Linked DNA regions of Sus scrofa: regions 2 and 3 are each linked to region 1. The links are chromatin contacts, called in public targeted proximity ligation maps. All regions are on one chromosome and are shown on one strand. The core of a region is the stretch at or near the end of the contact, and the rest is flanking DNA. Distances in the headings are between cores, read along the strand shown. Region 1 overlaps LMNTD1 (lamin tail domain-containing protein 1). Region 2 overlaps BCAT1 (branched-chain-amino-acid aminotransferase, cytosolic). Region 3 has its middle 28 kb from the start of BCAT1.

What was found.
Region 2: a contact with region 1 is called in a targeted proximity ligation map of alveolar macrophages. A contact is called at or near these places in 1 of 47 Hi-C or Micro-C datasets (fibroblasts) and 1 of 2 datasets of targeted methods (alveolar macrophages).
Region 3: a targeted proximity ligation map of alveolar macrophages shows a contact between it and region 1. A contact is called at or near these places in 1 of 5 promoter capture datasets (liver), 12 of 47 Hi-C or Micro-C datasets (alveolar macrophages, brain, embryonic fibroblasts and 9 more) and 2 of 2 datasets of targeted methods (alveolar macrophages and skeletal muscle).

What each region holds. Positions count from the first base shown.
Region 1 is chr5:48,396,730-48,401,695 of Sscrofa11.1, reverse strand. LMNTD1 (lamin tail domain-containing protein 1) reads right to left here. Exons shown (of 18, transcript XR_002344073.1): 18 at 1,795-3,029. Among named protein-coding and RNA genes, the nearest start is that of KRAS, 110 kb to the left of the region's middle.
Region 2 is chr5:48,902,609-48,907,574 of Sscrofa11.1, reverse strand. BCAT1 (branched-chain-amino-acid aminotransferase, cytosolic) reads right to left here. Exons shown (of 11, transcript XM_021092209.1): 8 at 2,181-2,266. Among named protein-coding and RNA genes, the nearest start is that of BCAT1, 91 kb to the right of the region's middle.
Region 3 is chr5:48,784,199-48,789,164 of Sscrofa11.1, reverse strand. No RefSeq gene overlaps it. Among named protein-coding and RNA genes, the nearest start is that of BCAT1, 28 kb to the left of the region's middle.

The DNA.
Region 1 (4,966 bases), core at 1,421-3,920:
CAGCTAACAGCTGGGCCCACGGTAGGAGTCTGCCATTAATTGGATATATTAAGTGCTGTAAGATATAAATATTTATAAATATAAGATATATTTAAGGGAAAGGGATTAGCCAGGCTTTGGCATGAATAACTGGGTGGGGATGTGCAGCAGGAGGGCCAACCTTTCACAAGTGGCTGGGAGACAGATAACCAGTAGTTCAGTTTGGAACATTTAAGTCTGGGGCATCTAAGTGGGCATGTTGTGCATGTAGATCTGGAGCTCAGGAAAGAGACCTGGGCAAGAAAGACTTCAAATGGTAACAGGGGACATGACCTGGGTAAGATCATCCAGGAGAGTGTTAGGTGAGAAGAGACTGGACCTAAGAGGGAACTTTGAGAAGCACCAGCATGTAAAAGACTAGAGGAGGAAGAGGAGGCAGCGGAGGAGACTGCCAGGAGCAAGGCTTCAGGAGATGGGTAGCAGGTTACTTCCATTTTACAGATGGGGCAATGGGGTCTCATATTCCACAGGTGGTCTAAGGTCTTCCACCTGGGAGGGGGCAGAACTGGCCTTCAACCTCTATCGGATTCCTGGCTTTCAAATCACTTGTTTCTAAGATATGAAACTGTAATTGTATAAACAAACATAACCTTCTCCCTCTTAACTTTTCCTCCTCTGAAATTCTCTTCCTAGACATTAATCACAGACAATCATCTAAAACCACAGGTTCTCTTCCCTGGCTGTCTCTCCTGTCTAGATGACGATGATGCTGGATAAGGCAACCAAAGGGAAAAGCAAAGACAGGACTCACTGACCTTGAATTAGGCTATCAGCTATTTCTGAACCCAGCCCCACTCCTAACTTACATGATAACTCAGCTGGTTCTTTAGCTTCCCTATATGTTTAATGGGTTAAACAGGATCTGACATTATCCAATGGCTTGCGCTAGGAATCAAGTGCTTTATAAAGTTAATCATTAAACAACTTCATAAGATACTGCTGCAAATACAGAGCAATGAGAAAACTGGCTTAGATAATTTGGGTGTTCTGGAGCAGTCTCTTACTCCAGGGGATTAAACAGGCCACCCAACACCATGTTTAAGCAGGACTAGGTTTACTGAGTTTGACAAACAGCAGGGACCAATGAAGGCCTTCTTGGTGAGGTGAGGTGAACCTGGAAGGTCCCCTGATCAAAGTCAGCTCCCCACCCTGCACAGAAAGTGCGGGCTTTGCCCTCAGATTGCCTGGTTCCCATCCACAGGGAAACAACTGATTCTTCTTATCTGTTTCCTTATCTGCAAAATGGGAATAACAGTACTCACCTCATGCAGTTATGGTGATAATTAAACGAGATAGTCTGCCAAAACGCTCAGCACCCAGCACAGAACAATAATCATTAGCTACTGTGGCCACCTTTTTTGTGCTAAGCTTGGCTCCCAGGTGGAGTGGGCCAGGAGCCTAGAACAGGTTACTTAAGTTACCTTGTAATGACCCTGAGCCAGGGAGTGAGGGAGCAGGTGAGGCTAGAGTCAAACTCTTCAAAGTTTTCCAAGAGACAGAATGTACTAATTCACGATATCCTCCTGCTTCACGGCGGTCCATCCTCAAGCAGTTTCTAAGAAGCAGTGGCAAAGCCTCAGGAGCAGGGTCCCTGGCAGAAAACAAGTTTCCTGTGACCACGCCCCTCAAGGTTGAGATCCTTGACCAGGTGGGGATAACTCGTCCTGTTCTACACTAGGCTGGGATTCCTCCCCTTTGCCACCTGCTTTCCCGAGGTGGACATGAGCTCCTGCTCAACTAAGGGCAGTAGTCAACACCCCGCCCTCTCCCCCTCCCCGGGAATTTAAGACATCCAGCTAGGCGCGGGGCTATCTTTAAAAGGAATTAGTCGTGGTTGCTGAAGAGCCCTCCGGGGAGGACAACGTGCAGAGGCTGAGGGCTAGGGCTATAGGCGCCCGGGCCTGGGGTCCCCGGGTGCCGCCAGGGGTGGGCCCTCGGCGTGAAAGCCCGCGACGCCTGGCTCGGGCAGCACCCTGGGCCCGGACCCCGGAACCTCTCCAAGGAAAAAGAGCCAGGCCTGCAGATGCAACCGTTGCAATTTGGGTCTCCTCTCTTCTGACGTAATGCCAGTTTCCTGCTTTCGCATTGCAGTGTGCAGCTCGCTGGCCAGGAAGTCTGAAGATCAGTCGACTCAACGCCAAGATAATCAGGGCCACTATCTCGTAATTTATTTTCTACGAATACACCCCGCCCCCAAATTCCGCGACTTTTGGCTTTTCAGGCGGTATTGTTCTCCCCTCCCCCCAGGAAGGGTGCCTCTACACAGCTCAGCACCAGGAAACGGCGGCGGTTTGTGGCTCAAATGAGGGGCCCGGGCGGGGTCGGTTCAACCTGCTGCCCCCATCCCCCACCTTGAGCTTTGAGATTCCAAATCCCCGGCTTTGTTTGAAGCGAAACTACTGTGGAAACTGCACCATTTCCTCCTCCTCTCCAGAAACCGAGCTAGGAAGTGGGTAAAAACTACTATAGAACGTGCTCTGACACTCCTCCACGCCCAACACCCCCACAGGGACGGTACCAGCAGCGACCGCCCCGCCACCTCACTCGCGCCCGGCCAACTACAGCCCTGCAGCCGCCGCCGCCGCCGCCCAGCCGAGCCCGGGGAGACTCCCAAGGGCTCTTTAAATACGATCTATAAATACTACGGGCTCTCGGCGCGCGCGTCACGGCAGAGCCGGCTTCTAATTGGCTGTCGTAACCCCGCTTATTTGCATAGCCGGATTGCACAACCGGGCGGCGACCTCGGCCGAGCGCGCCCCTCCCCCTCAGCGGGCGCGCGGGGCGCGCGGACCCGCGGGTGGGGACATCAGGGTGGCGGCTGCGCGGCCCGGCGACGAGCGCGAAGCAGCCGCGGCGTCCAGAGTAGCTTGAACTCGGGAACCTTTCGAGTCTTGAGTCATGCGGCGGTCTTCTGGGACGCCGGCGGCCTCCCATAAGGATCTCTTGACAGGCACTGGGCCGGCGCATTTAGACAGGGGTGTTTTTGCTTTCTACAAAAAGAAAAAGAAAGTTTTAAGGGTTTCACCAGAGCAAACGCTCTGGGTGGCTCGCACAGGCACCACGTGAGACCTGGACACGCAGCTAGAGCCCTGTCCAATGACTTGCGACTTGGGGTGTTCAAAAAAGGCTTTTGCATGTTCACTCGTAAGACCTCGTTAGCTTGAAAACGAAACAAGGGAGTGTTCAGAAAATGCAAAATGTATGATTCCTCCTGGTTTAAAGTTAAGCTTTTAAAAAAGCACCAATTAGCCAATATAAAGCGGCGATGCGGAAACATGCCACATTGTGGTTCTAAGGGAAAAGAATCTCTGGTAGTGATTGAAAATCTTCAGCAACTTGGCCCTGAACAGAGCTGGTTCGCTCTGGGGAGCGGGTGGTGGCTGAGAGGATCAGAGGGGTGGGGGAAAGACCACGCTTTGGAATTCGGGAACAACCCGAGGTGCGGGTTATTGGCTCACAGGTTTCTCTCCAGAGGATGCCATTGATCACTGGAGATAAATATGCAGACATTATTTTATATTAGTATTCAGATATTACCAAACATTTATCTCTTCATAGAGACATAGTATCTACTGCTCGTTGTAAACATTTTTTAGGTAAAATCTGTGACATAGTGAATTGCATACTTTCGAATGCGATAAATATGATTATTTTCATTTTGTTTTAAGATGTCCTGCTCTTATTGGGCACACAGCGCATGCTAAGTTTTCAAGCCGTCCCGTAACAGTATCGGAGGATGACCCTAGAAGTATATGTTTGTGTCTTTCCTCAGGAAATACTACTGGAATGAATCAAATACAATCATTTTGAAGTGAATAAGCATTGCTAAAAATCTAAGGTCTCATTAAATTATGGTTCGTAACTATTCTGGTCTGATGTCCTTCTCCCCTAAATAAAACTCAAAACTCATTCGGACTCCTTTGCTTTTTGACAATACTTTCAACAACGGTATTTGGACGCTAGCGAATATGAGCCTCTAACAGCTTTTAAATGAGAACTTTGGATTTTAACAGGAGAGCGCCCTCTGCTGCCAAATAGTTTATGGGCAACGCTTCTGAAAAGTAAAACCCTTGGTTGGTATGCCCATCTCAAAGACGGCAAGATGAACCTTAGGATTTTTTTCACTAACATTTTTTTTGTAAGTCACTTTGTAATTCTAGGCATCTTAATCATTACTGCTAAGCAAGGAAGATCATTTAGTTGTGAATACTACGTTATGTATCACTCTCATTTCCATTGTAACACCAGTTTATGCTTTAGAATACTAAAACAGAAGATAGGCTTTTTTACAGTCATTATTTTCTGCACTAACAGCTACTAAAGTAAGAAAAACATGCTTTAATCATCGAAATACTTTTCCCAATAATTTTTTAGTGTTGAGTCCTATGAATCTTTACAATGGACTGGTTTGAATACAGACTACTTGCCTTTTTTTTCCCCCCCAGGGCCGCACCTGTGGCATATGGAGGTTCCCAGGCTAGGGGCCATACTGGAGCTGTAGCTGCTGGCCTACACCACAGCCACAGCATCTTGGGATCTGAGCCTTGTCTTCGACCTACACCACAGCTCATGGCAACGCTGGATCCTTAACCCACTGATCGAGGCCAGGGATCGAACTGTGTCCTCATGGATGCTAGTCAGATTTGTTTCTGCTGAGCCATAATAGGAACTCCAAATACAGACTACTTGCAATCAAGCTTTTTGCTTCTCAGCTTATTTCTCTCTTTCCTTTTTGAGCCCATGACACAACAGCGACAACACCAGATCCTTAACCCATTGCACCACCAGGGAACTCCTCCCTCTGTCTTAATTAGTGTTTCTGATGTCCCAGGTCAAATATAAATGCACTTATAAATGCTACTTATTGGTTATCATCTCTTTAATATAAAGACTGTCATTTTATTGTAGTATCCATATGCTTACTGTA
Region 2 (4,966 bases), core at 890-3,389, 510 kb before region 1:
TTGATAAATCACATTGTGCATTTTTTCTTCCTGAATTCACAGATTCAGCTGACCTTGTAGCGGCAATCCTCTTCCCTCTTTCTGAGGCCACATTGAGTTTCATCACAGAATTCTTGGTATAACCTCTCATCAGCTTCTGCTGAACTACTTGAACACTTTATTTGCTCATGGATAGGAAATAGAAAAAAAATTCTGATGCTTTTAAGCTATGTTTAAACTATCTGTTTAATACTTTTTCTTTAATCTGTTTAATTTCCCTTCTCCTGTGCTAGTGGTTAAAGTTCAAAGCTTGTCAAGAGGCTATTTAAATTAAGGGCAGCAAAGAATGGATACATTATCTTTAATAAGATGAGAGTGTTTTTTCAAATCTGAAAATCCACAGCAGATAAAAATGGAAATCACAGCCCTTGGCAAGACTGAAAATATTAGGAGAATGCATCAAGCTGTAAGTATGTTTGGAAGGAGAGGAAAATATGCCTGCAATAGAGGAATATAGCTTTTTGCAAGTCCCAATTGTTCTCAGATTGCAATTGCAAATATGTTGTAAAAAGGTAAATAAATAAATAAATAAACTCCAGAAAGATCAGCCAAGTTAACTGAAAACAAGCTCAGTTCTCTCTTCTAGAAAAGAGGGGGAAAAAAAATCTCTTGTAAATAAACAGAACTGTTTTTATGCTGCTCACCCTTACTGATCTTTGGACAGTTTCCCCTGTCTGGCAAATAATGGTAACCCCCCACATGCCTCTTGGCATTTATGTCTCACTGTTTTAAAAATAAATTATAGCTAAGGAGTCAAGGAAAAAAACTTCCTCCATAATCACCTATTTTTCATGCTAGCAAATCATTAGTGAGGGAAAGCATTTCCACTTGCAACTTGTCATCAAGCCTTCTGTACTTGGTGGTTTTTTCTCTTTAATAAAACAAAAATTACTGAGCTTGGAAAATACATCTCTCCAACCGCAAACATATTTAGGACAGGGCAAGCTGTTTGAAATTATACCAACAGTTTGTAAATGTCATGCCCAATGTGCCAGCCAGCATGTGGCAGTTGGGTCTTGTCTACTTCAGGGTTTTGTAGAATTATTTATAGCACAGTTTCTCTATTTCTAAAGCCTTTTCCAGAGAAACCGTACTCTCCTAGATGTGTATGTTTCTAAACATTTGTTCTGTTAGTACTGTTTGACCACAGGATGCTCAGAGCCTTATCTTGTTCCTTGGAGACCATGTCAGCACATGGGTCAAATGTTCCATCTAAGAACTTGTGCCAGATAACCAACTCATTCAATATTCATCTTGAATATGTCAAGTCATTTCCAATCCCCAATGGTTTAACACACGTGCCTGTGTCACGTGAATCAGAAAAGCTACTGCTTAGATTTTAAATTAAGCATGTGTGCGAATTTGGGATGATGGGGCAGAAAGGAGGAGGAAAGAAGGCAGCAAAATTAATAATGTTGTGTTAGTAAACATTTACACATCAGGAAAATTCTTTCATTTCTATGACAAGCATGTTCTGTAAATCAAGGATGGGAAGGACTGTGGATTATGGTCATTTAGAAACAACACACCCAGACTTGAGAAGTTAAAGGCTCCGGAGTTCCCATTGTGGCTTAGAACCCGATTAGTAACTAACTAGTAATGAACCCAACAAGTATCCATGAGGATGCAAGTTTGATCCCTGGCCCTGTTCATTGGGTTGGGGATCCAGTGTTGCTGAGAGCAGTGGGGTAGGTCGAAGACACAGCTCACATCTGGCATTGCTGTGACTGTGGTGCAGGCTGGCAGTTGCAGCTCTGATTCAACCCCTAGCCTGGGAACCTCCATATGCCACAAGTGTGGCCCTAAGAAAAAAAAAAAGTTAAAGGCTGGCAAAAAAGAAGCATGCAGAGTATAAACCAGGAGAGTTGGCAGGTGACACCTAGTAGAAAGTCTGAGACTAGTACTACAACACCTCTCCACCAGTACAACTTGCTAAACTGGTTTCTGCCTCCCCTTCCTATCAACAATAGTTATTTGATAGTCTTGCCAAGACAGTCCTTCTAGAAGAGTTCTTTCCACTCAAGATTTAAAGATAACACTGGTTGGAACTACAGGATATTATTTCAACAGAATAAGCAGAGCTTATTTTGATTACTTTTGGTTTCATGCTTATAGAAGTTGTTCATGTCAAAGGCACCCACCCAGTTGTGTGCCAGGTCCAGAATGCTCTGCCTCGTCACTCCTGGAAGAATGATGCCATCTAGCGGGGGAGTTGCCAGCTCTTCCTCTGTCAATTAGAAATTGGAATAGTTTCAAACTTTATTAGCCGAGCCTTTTATCAATAGCCATTTTAAAAAACCATTTCTCAAAACTTTATAGATAATAAGCATGAAAAGATGGCACTGTCCTGCATCGTCAAATTTCCCAAATCAACTCACACCTCAGGTAGATCCTTATGTCTAAAAAAAAAGAAGGAGCTCCCTGGTGGCCCAGCAGTTCAAGGATCTGGTGTGTGTTTTTAAGTGCTATGGCTCAGGCTGTTTCTGCGGCGTGGGTTCCATCCCTGGCCTGGGAACTTCGACACGCTATGGACACAGCCAAAAACATTAAAAAGTAAAAAATACAGGAGTTCCCGTCATGGCTCAGTGGTTAACAAATCCAACTAGGAACCATGAGGTTGTGGGTTCAATCCCTGGCCTCACTCAGTGGGTTAGGGATCTGGCATTGCCGTGAGCTGTGGTGTAGGTTTCAGACACGGCTCAGATTCCCGCGTTGCTGTGGCTCTGGCGTAGGCCAGTGGTTATAGCTCCAATTAGACCCCTAGCCTGGGAACCTCCATATGCTGAGGGAGCGGCCCAAGAAATGGCAAAAAGACCCCCAAAGAAAAAAGAAAGAAAGAAAGAAAGAACGAAATAAAAAATACATTTAAAAAATTTTAAAAAGAGAGAGTTCCCATTGTGGCTCAAGGGTTAATGAATCTGACTAGCATCCATGAGGATGCAGGTTCGATCCCTGGCCTCGCTCATAGGGTTAAGGATCTGGAGTTGCCGTGAGCTGTGGTGTAGGTCACAGATGTGGCTTAGATCCTGTGTTTCTGTGGCTGTGGTGCAGGTCGGCAGCTATAGCTCCAATTCCACCCCTAGCCTGGGAACCTCCACGTGCCGTAGGTGCGTCCCTAAAAAAGCAAAAAATAAAAAAAATTAAAAATAAATAAATAAATAAAATTTAAAAAAAGGAAATCAGTGGTCTACCATCTTCAATTTATCCTTAACCAGTAAAAAATGAGATACCTTCCCACTAACAAATGCTAAGTTATAAAATACTCTTAAGGGGAACATCCAAAGTCAAAATTTACCTTAGTGGATGAAAGCTGGTTAGTAATTAGCATAATGTAGATAGACCCTTGCTCAGAAACACTGGGTATTACCAAACCTTCTAAGAATACTGTGGAGAAATTCAGCCCTAAGAGGTGTGTGTGCCCACTCAGGCCAGTCACTGTTCCCATATCCCACAATGGCCTTTGATAAGTCTACCCAGAGTGATTTTTAAACCCGTGGAGGCACCTCAAATATAGAGATGCTGGCTTCACCCTCTGACATTCAGATGTAATGGGCTCAGGGTGGGCTCAAGCATGTATATGGCTAACAAAGAAAAAAAGAGGAAGAGGAAGAAGAAGAGGGGGGAGGAGGGGGAGGGAGAGGAGGGGGAGGGGGAGGGGGAGGAGGAGAAGAAGGAGAAGAAGGAGAAGGAGAAGAAGAAGAAGAAGAAAATAAATCCCCAAAACAAAACAATACTCCATGGGTGTGATGCACAGCCAGCCAAGGCTGAGACACTAGTCTACTATGAGGGTGACCACAGGCATTCCTAACCATGGCCAGGGTTGGCCCGATGACTGTCTACAAGAGTCAAGGTGGCTCACCAACCACAAAGCCTCCTTGTACAAGGGTGCTCTGGTACTCCACACCCCTGTCAACCTCATATCTGGCACCCAGGAATTTGAATCTAGTGAGAAATTCAAACCTTAAACCATCACTTTATACTGATGTTGAACCTTGTAACAGATGTTGTGTGTGGTTCATCATGTGTCTGCAGAGGAATTCATAAGGTATCCTGGAAAGGATCACTGGGGAGAAAAAAAACCCCAGAAATCACACTATCTTTGAGCACCAAAGCTTTTTGTACAGCCAGAAAGGACTTTAGCAATCACCTAAGGCAATCCCTATGTTACAGAAGAAACTGAGGCCCTAAAAACATAAGTGGCTTGCTAAGGTTGATGACACTGGGGGACAGTCAGGACCAGAGCTTGGGCCACTGCCCTTTCCCTTTGTACACTGTGATCTGGGCTCAGCCATTTCACGGTGGGCACATCAGACATTCCCAGCCACCCAGCTCTCTGGAAGATCAAATCAAATCCATTCCTCCGTCCCCAAAACTCAGCAACATGCCTGGCCAAGAGTGGTATGTATTAAATGTTCATAAATTTAAAAAAAATTAATGAATAATCCTCTTTGCTAGAATAGCAGTGTGGTTTCTTTGAATTTTGTTTCTAAAAATCATCTGCTGAAAACCATGCTCTGGAAAGAAGAAAATTTGTTCTTGGCAGTGTTCTTAGGGCTACTTTTTGTAATGTTTAGAAGTGTTGATCTCAAAATAAACATGTTTCGCAAGAGTAAGCTAGCTGGATATACAAATATATGGATCTATATCTGTGTAAATACACACACACACACACATACTTACAGACAAACTCTTCTAGTGCCCCCAAACTGGACCTTCCTAAAGCTTGCTGAGCTTTAAGACTGCATAAAGTTAAATGAAAACAGCAGTCCTGCATGTGCAAATGCAGTTTCATGAAATATATTTAACACCCAAAACTGTAACCACTAGCCTGAGGTCAAGGAACAGAACATCTGCTTCTCTGCTTGCCAGACAGAGATGATGACATGACAACATTTGGGTGAGAAATATTCATTTTCCTCTGCAACCA
Region 3 (4,966 bases), core at 1,410-3,909, 390 kb before region 1:
AAGTTGAAGAAAAGTAAAATTTTACTGTTCATAACTTCCATTGTTAATAATTTGGGTATAACTTTTCAGGCTTTTCCCCTCTTCTATCTATATATTTGAGATCCTAGTATATACAATTTGCTTTTATTTATTTAAACCTTCATTTTAAAATTTAAAGACGATTTTTGTATTATTCTCAGTTTTGTGTGTCCCCTGCCTTAGGTGTATTTGAGAATTAATGGAAGATCAGCCCCTCAGATCTCTGTGCAGCAGAAATGCCATCACAGCCTTTTGAGCTGCCAACGAGCTTTATTAAGTCAACAAAACACTTTCTCAGCTTTGAGCCGCTGTGCAGTGGGATTCAACACAGACATTCCACTTGTCTGGATTTTCCATTTTGAGACTTGTGTAAGTTAGAAAAATATGTAAGTCCTACCATTTTCTTTTTATTATTTCCTTTATTTATGCTTTTACTTACAGCCATATTTTCTAAAATAAGAGGTTTTCATAGATATAGGACTTTGGACTTACAGAAAATCTAAGAGGATGGTGTTATAAAATGTGTAATTAAAAACACTTCAGTGCAGTTGGCATAATATTACGTACATGCCAATTAGCTTAAGCTACATTTCCAGGGGTGACCAGCTGACTTGCTCTCCACCATATACTCCAGGGGTGTTATCTAACTCTGTACAGAAAAAGCCAGCTCTCTGCATCAACCTTGGCAAATTAGCATATTGGGTGTTAAATATATGGGGTTTTATCACCAAAACTCATGTCTATTTAGTAAGAGGGTAGACGTTAGAGGCTGGTTCTCACTGGTGAAGGTAATACTCTCTATATATGCACAGGCAAAATAATTTAGGGACTCTCTCCAAATCAGCTCACAGTTGATGGGACATAGTCTGTCCCTAGTAGTCCCAGCCTTTGTGTAATCTCTTATCCTAAGTGTGGGCCAGATTTACTGATTTGATTGTAATGAATAGAATATGGCAGGAGTTGAATAGAAGACTTGCAGCTGCATCTTCTATTTTACCCCATAGCCTCGGAACTTCCACACACCATGGGTATGGCCATAAGAAGAAAAAGAAGAATATGGCAACATGATGAGATATCCCTTCCAAAATTAGGCCACAGCTCCAATTCCATCCCTAGCCTGAGAACTTCCATATGCTGCAGGCATAGCCCTCAAAAGACAAAAATAAATAAATAAGTAAATAAAAAACTTTGATATTCTTGGTGTGTGTGTGTAAATTCTTCATTTTCTCTCTTTCTCTTGAATCAGTGACTGGGCGGGGGGAGCCATTCGCCAAGTTGTGAGGCAGCCGTGCTGGGAAGCCCTTGTGGTGAGGGTTCAAGGTCTGCCAATGATCACGGGAGTGACCTTGGAAGTATAACCACCAAGCCAAACAGTCCCAGATTCCTAACCCATACAAACTGTGAGGTAATTACCTGTTTATCGATCTGGGCCTCTACATCTCAGGGTCATTTGCTTCCCAGCAATAGATAATAAAGATGGAGAAGCTGAGAGAAACTCCTGGGGGTCTGATGTATTTGGGGTGATTATAGAGCTAGCACGTGGAGCACCTGCACTGTGCTAGGCTGTGTTCTGTGTATTTTCCATATAGAAATTCACTCCATCCTCACTTTGCTGCTGTGGTTACCACCATGGTACAGACAAAGAAACTGCCATGGAGAGGTTAAGCCACCTGTTCAAGAGGCAGAGTTCAGAGGAAAACTCGCAATCCAGATCTTGAGTCGAGGCTCTTAATTGTGATGCTGTACAGCTCCTCTTGTGGTTAATTATAGTGGAAAGAGAGAAGCGAGTTTGGTTGGAAGGCCATTATAGGCAGGAGTGGAGGGGTACATGAACAGAAACAGAAAGTTGGAAAGGCTCACCGAAGGCTGAATTTGACTTTATTAAGCCTACATCACAGGCATGAAATTACCCACCCCTTTCTCCCACTAAGAGTAACTAGCAGACGAGGAGGAAATCTGCGTCTTTTTTTTCTTTTCTTTTTCTTTTTAGGGGTGAACCAGCAGCATATGAAAGTTCCCAGGTTAGGGGTTGAATCAGACCTACAGCTGCCAGACTACACCACAGCCACAGCAATGCCAGATCTGAGCCATATCTGCGAATGACACCACAGCTCAAGACAATGCCGGACCCTTAACGTGCTGAGTGAGGCCATGGATTGAACCTGCATCCTCATGGATACTCGTTGGATTCATTTCCGCTGCACCACAATGGGAACTCCTGGAAATCTGCCTGTTTTGGGAATGGCAGCATTTTTCAAGTAATGCAGAAAGCCCAAGTAATAAGATAGATGTGACCATCAGTGCTGTTTTGTGATAATGTCTGTTTGCTCAAATAAGTTAACTGACCATCCCAACTGACTCACTCAGAGGAAATAAATTCATCCACAGATTGATCCATGTATCCTTTGCCCAAGATAAAATACATTGTGGTGATTTTTCACAAAAAATGAAAGTCCTAGGCTGTTGTTTTTTGGCCCCTCATTGGGCAAGTAGTTCTAAACAGTCTTAAGAAATCCTGTACATTCCCCCCAAACTGTTTTCACTTTCTCTCTTGGATGGCTTCAACTTAACTTTATTCACACTCTTTTCTTTTTCTGGTCACACCCACAGCATGCCGAAGTTCCCAGGCCAGATTGAGCCCTCGCCACAGCAGTGACCCTCGCCACATCAGTGACAAAGCCAGATTCTTAACCCACTGAGCCATCAGGGAACTCCCGTTTTGCTTCCTTTTTCCTCCTTTCCTCAGTGACTTTCATGCACCCGAAACTGGCACTTAAAACGGTGCAAAGTGTGTTTCAGCAGAGCCTTCGTTATACTTCATGCTGCTGGTCCTGTCCCTGAAGAGGACACCAAGAAATCCCCAGCATCTGTACAAAGAGGACTGTCTGATCTGATTGGTAAAAAAAAAAAAAAAAAAAAAAAAAAAAAAAAAAAAAAATAATCCCCAGCATGCTTTGCTTGTTGCTGATAAAAATGCTTTGTTGTAGTTCCAGTTGTGGTGCAGTGGAAACGAATCGACTAGTAACCATGAGGTTGCAGGTTGGATCCCTGGCCTTGCTCAGTGCGTTATAAAGATCTGACATTGCTGTGGCTGTGGTGTAGGCCGGCAGCTGTAGCTCTGATTCAACCGCTAGCCTGGAAACCTCCATATGCCTTGGGTGTGGCCCTAAAAAGCAAAAAAAAAAAAAAAACCAAACAAAAAAAACCCCACAAAATGCTTTGTTGAATATGTAACAGCAATATGACATAAAAATCAAGGATGCCACTAAAATGTTTTATCAAAATCAAACATTTAATTGCCTCTGTTGGAACAACAAAAGAGAAAATTAATGAGCTCTCCATCCATTTTTTAAAAATAGTAAAAGGAGGGCAAAATAAATATAGACAGTGGTAAGAAAACAAAGTGAAATGAGAAAGTAATGTAACACGCAATACAGAGTATTAACAATACTTAAAATTGTTTTTATAAAAAGTGGTAATTTTAAAAAATTATCTTGTAAATAGACATAAAAGAGGGAAAGAAGGCAAATGCATAAATGTCACAAGTCATATAATGGTAATAATAAACATTATAGACTATTTATGCCCATAAACTTGAAATCTAAACAATAACAACAAAATGCTGGGAAATGAAGCCTGGTTGAGAATTTTAAAGAAGGCGTGAGAATTGACAACTCCCTTTTATGTCCTACTGCGGTGCTGACATTTATCAGGATCATTCAGTCCTGTCACACTTTCACACCTGGTTGCTGATTTTCAAGAATAGAAATTCTTGTCTGAGAAAATTCCTTTTTCCCATCAACACCAGGCTGAGTCTGTTGCTTTGGGTATGTGGGGAATGCCTAGGTTTTACGTAGAGTGATTTATTATTCAATTCTGTGTGCTAGTTACTTTGTGAGTACTTTTATGGGGGAAAAGTCATGGTGAGAAGGTGATTGCATTTTGCATGACATAAAAACAAAAAAATGGATGGAATATTTATGTAACACAACCCTAATTCTTACCTTCCAGGCAGAAAAAAATAAAAACATGTTTATCTTGCAAACTAAATGAGCTCTAGTTCAAGTATTTAGGATTGCACATTTGGAAGGAATGAAATTCCTCTTTCGTTTAAAATATACTGGTATGTGTTCAATTTGGTGTTCTAGTATATAATATGGAAACAAGAACCACTCGAGGGTTTGTTTTTGAAAGTACACCCAAGGCTGATGTATAAAATATAAATAGCTCAGTTGCTAGAGGCACATGAGACTTTCTCTTGGAGAAAGAACCTAAGCTTTGGGTTTACACAGTTGCTGGAACATTCTACCACAGCCACTCACTGCCACGGCCTTACCCTTGACCTTGTCATTACCAGCAGCCAGAGCCCTGTCATATTCCCAATTCTGGATTCCATGCTGCCATCTTCTTCCCAACTTCACTGTTCTTTTACCCCACCAGGATCTTCCACCGATTCAATTTCTGTGACATTGTCCTCCATCCTCACACTTACAGCTTATGCTTTCTCCCTGCCCAGCTTAAATCCCATGTCCATCAGCAGTTACTGCTTTGCAGTAACTCCTCATGTCTCTTAACTCCTCATGTCTCACATCAAACTTGCTTGGGTAAATCACAACCCTAGTTAACTCCAATTCTCCACCCACCCCGTGCCTGCATCTATGCAAGTAAAAATCATGAATCTGTGCTGGCTGGTCTCACATGAAATTTGGGACCATGAACCTTCGAGCTGACTCTCAGGATGCCCAGCAATGGTACCGTTTGTCCCTAATCCCGTGTCTCTCACACTTTCTCTTTAGTTCTGCTAGACTTTCCTCTTCTCTTCTCAAACTTCCAACACCATTTCCCTTTACTGAGGTAATTGAAACAATAAGAAGCAAACGTTCACTACCTTTCCCCTGAACCTACCCACTTATATCTGTGTCCAAACTTGGTCCCTTCCCTGTTCTAT